Regions from separate parts of the Bos taurus genome. Here region 1 is linked to region 2. A link is a contact called in public Hi-C data. All regions are on one chromosome and are shown on one strand. The core of a region is the stretch at or near the end of the contact, and the rest is flanking DNA. Distances in the headings are between cores, read along the strand shown. Region 1 overlaps IVD (isovaleryl-CoA dehydrogenase). Region 2 holds the start of PHGR1 (proline/histidine/glycine-rich 1).

Region 1 (3,927 bases), core at 857-3,356, 68 kb before region 2:
GTATATATTTAGTATGAGTCCCATTGCACAAAGCTTAAACAGATAATCAAAATAATACCATTAAGGGAAACACACAGAGGCAGGAAATCATAAAAGTGAGGAGAGGACTGTCACTAAATTCAGAATCATGAGGCACACAGCCTCCTAAAATACTTAGAATGTTCTCTTCATTGGCCTGGGTGCCGGGTACAAAGGAGTTTGTTGTCGTTTTTCACACTGCATACATACATGTTATATACTTTTCTGTATATGTTCAATACTATATGTTTTATTTAAGGAAAAAAAAAAGGATGATGTGTGCCCTGACTCTGCCCTCTTTTCACATCCAATCTCTACGCTTGTCTTCAGCTGGCAGAGAGGGGGCGGGGGTCCCTTATCACAGTTCCTTTCTGTTTCTGAGGGGGTCAGAGGACTATGGGAGGTGAGGGCCTTCCCTCTGCAGCTGGGCCCTGCTACTCCAGAGTGGGAAGGCCTGGGGGAAGCAGGGCCAGGAGAGGCCGGCTGGCTCTGCTGTCTCTGCCAACTCTGGGGATTAGGCCAGGGCTCTGGCCCACCTGTTGTTTCACTCATTCAGCGTGAACATAGCCACTGAGCACTTACTGTGAGTACTGGGTGCTGTCAGGAGGGTTCAGATAAGTGAGAAATGGTCTTTGACCTCAAAGATCTGTACCGTATACAGAGGTAATCACATATACAAATAACTATGGTATCAATACAGGCAAAATGTGAGCTTAGTATCACATGACCTCTCATTTGCACTTTCAGTAAATGTTTGTTGAACACCTATTATGTGCCAGAAACTGTGCTGGATAGTGAACATAAAAAGGCAGTTCAATCACAACCCTGACCCTTAAGTTCTTAGTCTAATGCATGGGAACAGACACAGACGAGATAACTATGACAGTGGGGAAAGCCCCTGATGTAGAGATGCCCAGGAGAAGCAGGAAGAGGCACCACTCAGGATGGGTGAGATGGGGACAGAGGACTAGGAAAGGTTGGAGAAGGGAGGCCTTCCTGAAGGAGGCAGTTCCTGAACTGAAGCTTTCAGGGATGAGGAAACAAGACCAAGATGAAGGGCTAGGACATCCTCTGCAGAGGGATAAGCTGGAGCAAAGGTACAGGGTAAGAAACAGTTTCAGGAGGACTGTTTCCAACCAGAATACAAGTACTCAGCAGGGATGGGAGAGGAGCAGCTGGAAGGGATGGCCAAGGCAGATCAGGGTCACATTTGCCTGGCAAACTTTAGATCTTATAAGTGCTGGGAGCCACTGGAGGCTTTAGAGGGGCTTGATAGTTACCCTAGCTCAATACAGAGGAAGGGTTGAGGTATATGGATTGGAAGAAGACAGGCAAGTTGTCAGGTTGTTGTGGATCAAAGAACTATTCTGACAGGCTAGCTGTGTCTGAGAGTGGGTGGTGGGTGCAGGAGAGGCCATTTTCAGGAACAGATCCTTGCCAGAGTGACCAGGTGTGTCACACAGGGCTCCCCTCTGGGACTAGTGTGGGCAGAGGCAGGGACAGCCAGAAATGTGGATGGGGCTTTGAATCATCTGATCCTAGGGCCCCACATGCTGGCCTGTGGACATGAGTCATGTAGTGAACTTCTTATAAATCAAACGTGTGCACTTTAAAGATCTATCTGCAATTAAACCAGTAAAGTAGCCATATCGCTTAAAAGCATGAAGTGAATTACCAACAGAAAGCTCTTAAAGATTCAAAAGGAGTTTCACCGTGGAACTGGATGGAGGGGAGGGTTTGCAGTTTTTGTTTCTTTAAATTAACATAGTTCAAAAACCATTCACATAAAACAAATAACTCCCACCCCCGCACAAACCGGCCTTTGTTCTGAATTTATGTTTTTTTTTAATTGATAAAAAGTGGCCTTTCTTGTATGAAGCGATATAAGATAGAGAATAGCCGGCTGTTGTTGAGCCCTATGCATCTTGAAATACGAGTTTGGTAGCCGCCAGTCGCAAGCACCCTGCAGTTGTGGCGAGCGGCCGACAGGGGTCAGGAGAGCTCCACGCAGGACTGGCGGAGCCGCGCCCGAGCCCGAGCTCGCGAGCCAGAGCCAGAGCCAGAGCCGAGCTCCGCGGTGCGCGCGACGCCTCGGGTGAGACGGTCTGGCAGAGGGAGGGCCCTGGACCCTCTGGACCCTGGACCTGCCCTAGGCTGGGGTTCTCGACTGAGGGTCCCGGGTCTCGGTTCCATCAGGCGGACGTGGACTGGGCGTCCGTCCCCAAATCAAAAAGAGGCGCTCCTTCTCAGTCCCCCACGCTTGGCTGACACCAGCCTTGGCTCCACGTCTGGGCGTGGCTGGTTCACCTACGGTTTTTTCGCCTACGGTGGGCAACTCACCCATCTTCCGGAAGCGGGCCCGGCGCCAACTTTGTGTCTTGGACCGGATTGTCATGATCAAGGAGTTAGTATTGCAAAATGAGAGTTGAAATATTTATATAGGGGAAGAAGTGTCGTTACCAGGTTATATGAGTTTGGGACTCGGGCCGCTGGAGGCGTGTCCTCAAGGCCCCAGCTCAGCTGTTCTAAAAGATTGCCTGTACCTCCTCATTATCCCTGGAGGTGTGATTAGGTCTGGGGCCCATATAGGAATCCGTGTGTGTGTGTGTGTGTGTGTGTGTGTGTGTGTGTGTGTTTTCCCCACAGGGTTGCCAAGTTTTGATAAAGGGTGTGCCCAGACCACACTTGGAAAACCATTCCCTTAGCTTCTGTTGCCGTCAGGACAGGCAGGCAAGTAGGAAAACAAAGAACGGGATGGTCGTCAGCAGGGGAACTGGGCTGATAGTGACCTGCCTAAAACTGGAGTGGAAGGAGGCAGCCCCCCGGAAGGAGCGGTGCTGGCAGCTCGTGCTGCAGAGTTGCACAATGCATGTAATCAACCCCACACTCCAAGAACCCCGTGGCCCCTGCTTTCCCATTGTTCACGACTCAGACTTCACTTTTTTGGCTTTACTTTTAAATATTTTTATTTCACATATAGCATCTGTAAAATCATTGTTCTCCCCACGCTGGAGGCAGAGCTACATTATCCTCACTGACTGGCTGAAATACCCCATTCTGATGTTTTTGGGCTTCCAGCTACACTTTATTATTTTGAAAACTTTATTATTATTTATTTTTTGTCTGCACCATGCAGCATGTGGGATCTTTTTTTATTTTTTTATTTTTTTTTCCAGAACACATTTCAGTTGGTGCCAAAGCATGTGGGATCTTAATTCTCCAACCAGGGATCAAACCTGCACCTACTGCATTGCAAGCACAGAGTCTTAACCATTGGATTGCCATGGAAGTCCCCAGTTACATTTTAAGTCCAGCAAGACCACCATTTTAGCCACATTCATCTCCAACACAGTAGGGAGCAGGGTGGGAAACTGAAGGGACAGGGCTACAAGCCCCTCAGCATAGGACTGGGCTGGGGTTGGCAAGGAACGGATAGCACCTGTCACAAGCATCAGGCTGGGAACAGCTCCTGGCTACAGGCCAGGACCAAACGTCAGAACAGGCGCCGCTGGGCTGCGGACCAAGAAAACCAGGTCTCTTTTAGGGAACTCAGATGGAGTGGGACAACCCAAAAATGTCACACCCTGACTGTGCTCCATCCAAGCAGCCATGCAGTGGGGCTCCACGCTGGCATTCTCAGAACCCCTATTTCTGCTGATCTGGATTCTAGCTCCAGTTCTGATTTGGGGAAAACCAAATTGTTTTGATCCTTTTAAAAAAACATGGGGATGGTTTCCGGCAATTTATGTTTCCTTCTGGCTCCAAGACTTTTTCCACCCTGGGCTCCCTCCTTTCTTTAAAAATCACTGCAAGATCTGGAAAAGGAGGACTGAGTACTCCTCTCTCCTGTGGGTTGATTCCACCCCTGCGTCTCCCATCACCAGTGAGCAGGCTGGAAGCAGGGCCTGG
Region 2 (3,642 bases), core at 1,046-3,545:
TCTAGCTTAGCTTGGGACTCCGTATGGAGCTGGGCACTGAGTAGGTGCCAGGCATGGGTGTTGAGTGAATGCAGTGGGTTTATCCATCCGGTATGTAGACAGAGACATGAGAACATTATGTATCCCTGAACCATATACCCTTACATGTGACCTCTCGAGATCCACCCCCAGACTCACAATCATGTATGAACTCATTTCTACTTGGGCCAGTTTCAATCATGTTAGTTATTTGTGTAGCGTGCCTGCCATGCGTCAGGCCATAGTACTCAGTCAGTCCCTAGAGACTTTTGTCCCTGTGTGATGTCTGGCATAAAGGCAGCATGTGTGGTGGGGTCGGAGTGGGGGAAGCTTGGAGATCGGTGCACCCAAAGCTGGGAGGACTGGGTTAGTGGGTGGGTGCTTCTGGGCGATGCAGGGGATCCTAAGACCTGTGCCTCCAAGCCACAAATGAATGGAAACCTTCCCTGATCCAAGCTGCTTGTTCCTGCCTCTTCCCACTAGGAGTGGAAGCTGGCTTGGTGGTTTGAGTCAATTTGTCATCTGCCAACAAGTGTGCTACCACAGGATGGAGCTTCTGGGCTTCTGAGGTGCTCTGGTGCCAAGGCTGGCATTGTCTTGCATGGGGCTGGTCCATAAGTCATAATGGGCAATTCCAGAATGGACCCAGTGCGAATGCGGTATATTCATTTTTTTTTCTGACCCACAACTCAGAATATAATATGTAACATACAGACCAAATGCCAGGCTACTCTGGTTGTTGAACATAGAAGCACAAATGTTTACATACCACATACACGCACACACGTCTGTACTACAACAGCCCAAGCCTCTTGCAACACAGGACCCTGGCACCTTTTGAGTCACCTATTTTGTTGGCTTTTACTTGGGCCACAAATGTTGAGCTGAGGTCAGCCTCTGAGCTATGCTATGATCCTTCTTGCCCCCTCCTCCTTCCCCTTAATGAGTGATGAGTCTGGAAGAGATTCGTGGGACTAGTTCTGGAGGAGGGAGTGGTAAAGAAAATGTTAGGGCCAGCCAGGATCTGACTTGGAAGAAAGAGAAAAGACTGGCTTTGGAAAAAACCCCATCCCATTAAGAAATGGGCAGAGAACTTGACATTTTTTTTCCCAGAGAAGACAAACAGATGGCCAGCAGGTACATGAAAAGGTGCTCAACATCAGTAATCATCAGAGAAATGGAAGCCAAAACCACAATGAGATATCACCTCACACTCGTTAGAATGGCTGTTATCCAAAAAATAAGAAAGATGTTGGCAAGGATGTGGAGAAAAGGGGATGTAAATTGGTACAGCCACTACTGAAAACACTATGAGGTTCCTCAAAAAATTAAAAATAGAACTGCCATATGATCCAGTAATTCCACTGTTGGGTATTCATCCAAAGAAAACAAAAACCCTAACTTGAAAAAATCTATGCACCTTCACATATTCATTGCAGCATTATTTACAACAGCCAAGATATGAAAACAGTCTAAGTGTCCATCAACAGAGGAATGGATAAATAAAATGTAAATTATACACAATGAATATTATTTAGCCATAAGAAAGAATGAAATCTTGCCATTTGTGACAGCATAGATGGATCTTGAGGGCATTATGCTGAATGAAGTTAAGTCGGAGAAAGACAAGTACTATATAATCTCACTAACATGTGGGATCTAAAAAAATCCACAAACAAAACTTTGAGCTCATAGAATCAGAGAACAGATTGGTGGTTGCCAGAGGTGGTGAGTGGAGCTTGGGTGGAGTGGGTGAAGGCAGTCAAATGGTACAAGCTGTTGGACACCTGATATAGACATTGATATCGATAATTATACCTCAATTAAAAAAAAAAGACAGGCCTTAGACTGTCCCTCCCCAGTTCAGACTAAGGTGCTTGAGGGAGAGGAGTTGGTGGCTCTGGAAGGGAACTAATACAATCCCTTCGACCTCAGCTAAACCCCTGTGCCTGGCACATTAGAGGCTGTAAATTCACTTCTAACTCAAGTAGAGAGCAGACCCAGGAGTCAGGGCAGGGCCGGGCAGGGGGCAGACACCTAGACACAGCACACAGGCCTACATTGCATTTATGAGAGAAACAGACCGACACCCACACACGACACCCACATACGACACAGTGACACAGATACCAGTTCAGTACACAGACACACGTACCCAGGGGGACCATGATCACAAAGGCCACAACACGAGCTCACAGAGCCCCTCCTGTCGCCTCCCACAGCCCACAGAGCTGGACCCTTACCTGGGAGTGCAGAACAGGGGGCAATAGGCGATCTAAGGTGCTGGCTGTCCTCAGGAGTATTTGTAAAGGATGGGGAGGGGCTAGCATGGTCAGGTCCACAGGGAGGATCCGGGCAGAGGGTGTGGAGGAATGAACAGGGCTGGGCTAAACTTGAACAGGGCAAAGAGTGGTTGGAAGCAGGGTGGGGGTGTGTGTGTGTGTGTGTGTGTGTGTGTGTGTGTGTAAGGAGGCTGGGTGGGAGGGAGCAGGGAAGAACCCAGTACCCCATCAGTCTGGTAACAAGATGCCACAGAACCAAGGCCGGGGGCCCACACCATGGCAAGGCTGTTTAGCACCCAGGGGCCATCTCTGAACACTTACGAAGCTTCTACTGAATGTCAGGCCACAAGGTGCTTCACACTCTTTAGTTAACCCACTGAGTCATACAGAATAGTGAGATTATCGCCTGTTCCCATGGGTGGAGGCGGAAACGATGCGCCTCGTGGAGGGGCCTGTGGAACCTTTGCTCTGCATAGCAAACCCCAGGCCTGACCTCTCCCATGTGCACCCCAGGTCAGGGAGCTGCCTGGGAGTGGAAACTGAATGAGTCAGGAAAAAAACAAAACAAAGCTTGTTGTCAAAGAGGGGAGGGACACATCAGGGGCATGGGAGTAACAGATACAAAGTACCATATATAAAATAGATAAGCAACAAAGATAAGCAACTATACTCATCATCTTGTAATAACCTCTAATGGAATATAATCTACGAAAATAATTGTCAATCAACTACATTTCAATTTAAAAAAGTGTTTTCAAGCAGGACTAGGGATGAGATTAATCACTTGCCAGGATATAAAAAAAAAGAAAACCAAAACAAAGGCAGGACTTTGGAGATGGAATATCGACAAGCAGGAAGGGGTTTTGCAGTCCACACTGCAGCGGGCCAGCTGTCTGTGCTCTGTAAGCCCCTGGGGCCTGGGCCCCCTGAGCCACTGGCCTCTGCTGTGAGCCACACCCCTTGACCTCCCTTAGGCCCTTTCAGACAGACCAGGTGCCCTGTTACAAGCTCCCCTCTCTCCCTGGGTTCTTTCTTCTCCTGTCTCCTGCTCCACAGGACTGTCTGCTCACCTTTGTATTCCCAGGGACTGGCCTTTAGCAGAATCTCCTGGCGCTCAGCAGGTGTCCAGTAACAATCTGGTGAATGAAGGCAAGGTTCAAGTGTAGTTGTGTGCTGTTTGCTCCGTTGCTTAGTCACATCCGACTCTTTGCGACCCTTGGATTGTGTAGCCTGCCAGGTTCCTCTGTCCACGGGATTTCCCAGGCAAGGATACTGGAATGGGTTGCTATTTTCTCCTCCTGGGGATCTTCCTGACTCAGGGATGGAACCTTCGTCTCCTGAA

The links. A called contact is a pair of places that touch in the nucleus more often than the background predicts.
Region 1: a Hi-C map of liver shows a contact between it and region 2, with 2.9 times the contacts expected there. The contact joins the enhancer-like site here to the promoter of PHGR1 in region 2. A contact is called at or near these places in 6 of 11 Hi-C or Micro-C datasets (4-cell embryo, 8-cell embryo, blastocyst and 3 more).

What each region holds. Positions count from the first base shown.
Region 1 is chr10:36,033,905-36,037,831 of ARS-UCD2.0, reverse strand. It overlaps IVD (isovaleryl-CoA dehydrogenase), which reads right to left. Exons shown (of 12, transcript NM_001034382.2): 12 at 3,193-3,927. Among named protein-coding and RNA genes, the nearest start is that of IVD, 13 kb to the right of the region's middle. Within about 2 kb of position 2,106, at least 56 of the 102 cell types and tissues checked have an H3K27ac peak or open chromatin away from gene starts, as enhancers often do. A contact at or near this core is called in liver and skeletal muscle, where this site is marked.
Region 2 is chr10:35,966,146-35,969,787 of ARS-UCD2.0, reverse strand. It overlaps PHGR1 (proline/histidine/glycine-rich 1), which reads right to left and starts at 2,295. Exons shown (of 4, transcript NM_001206783.1): 1 at 2,262-2,295.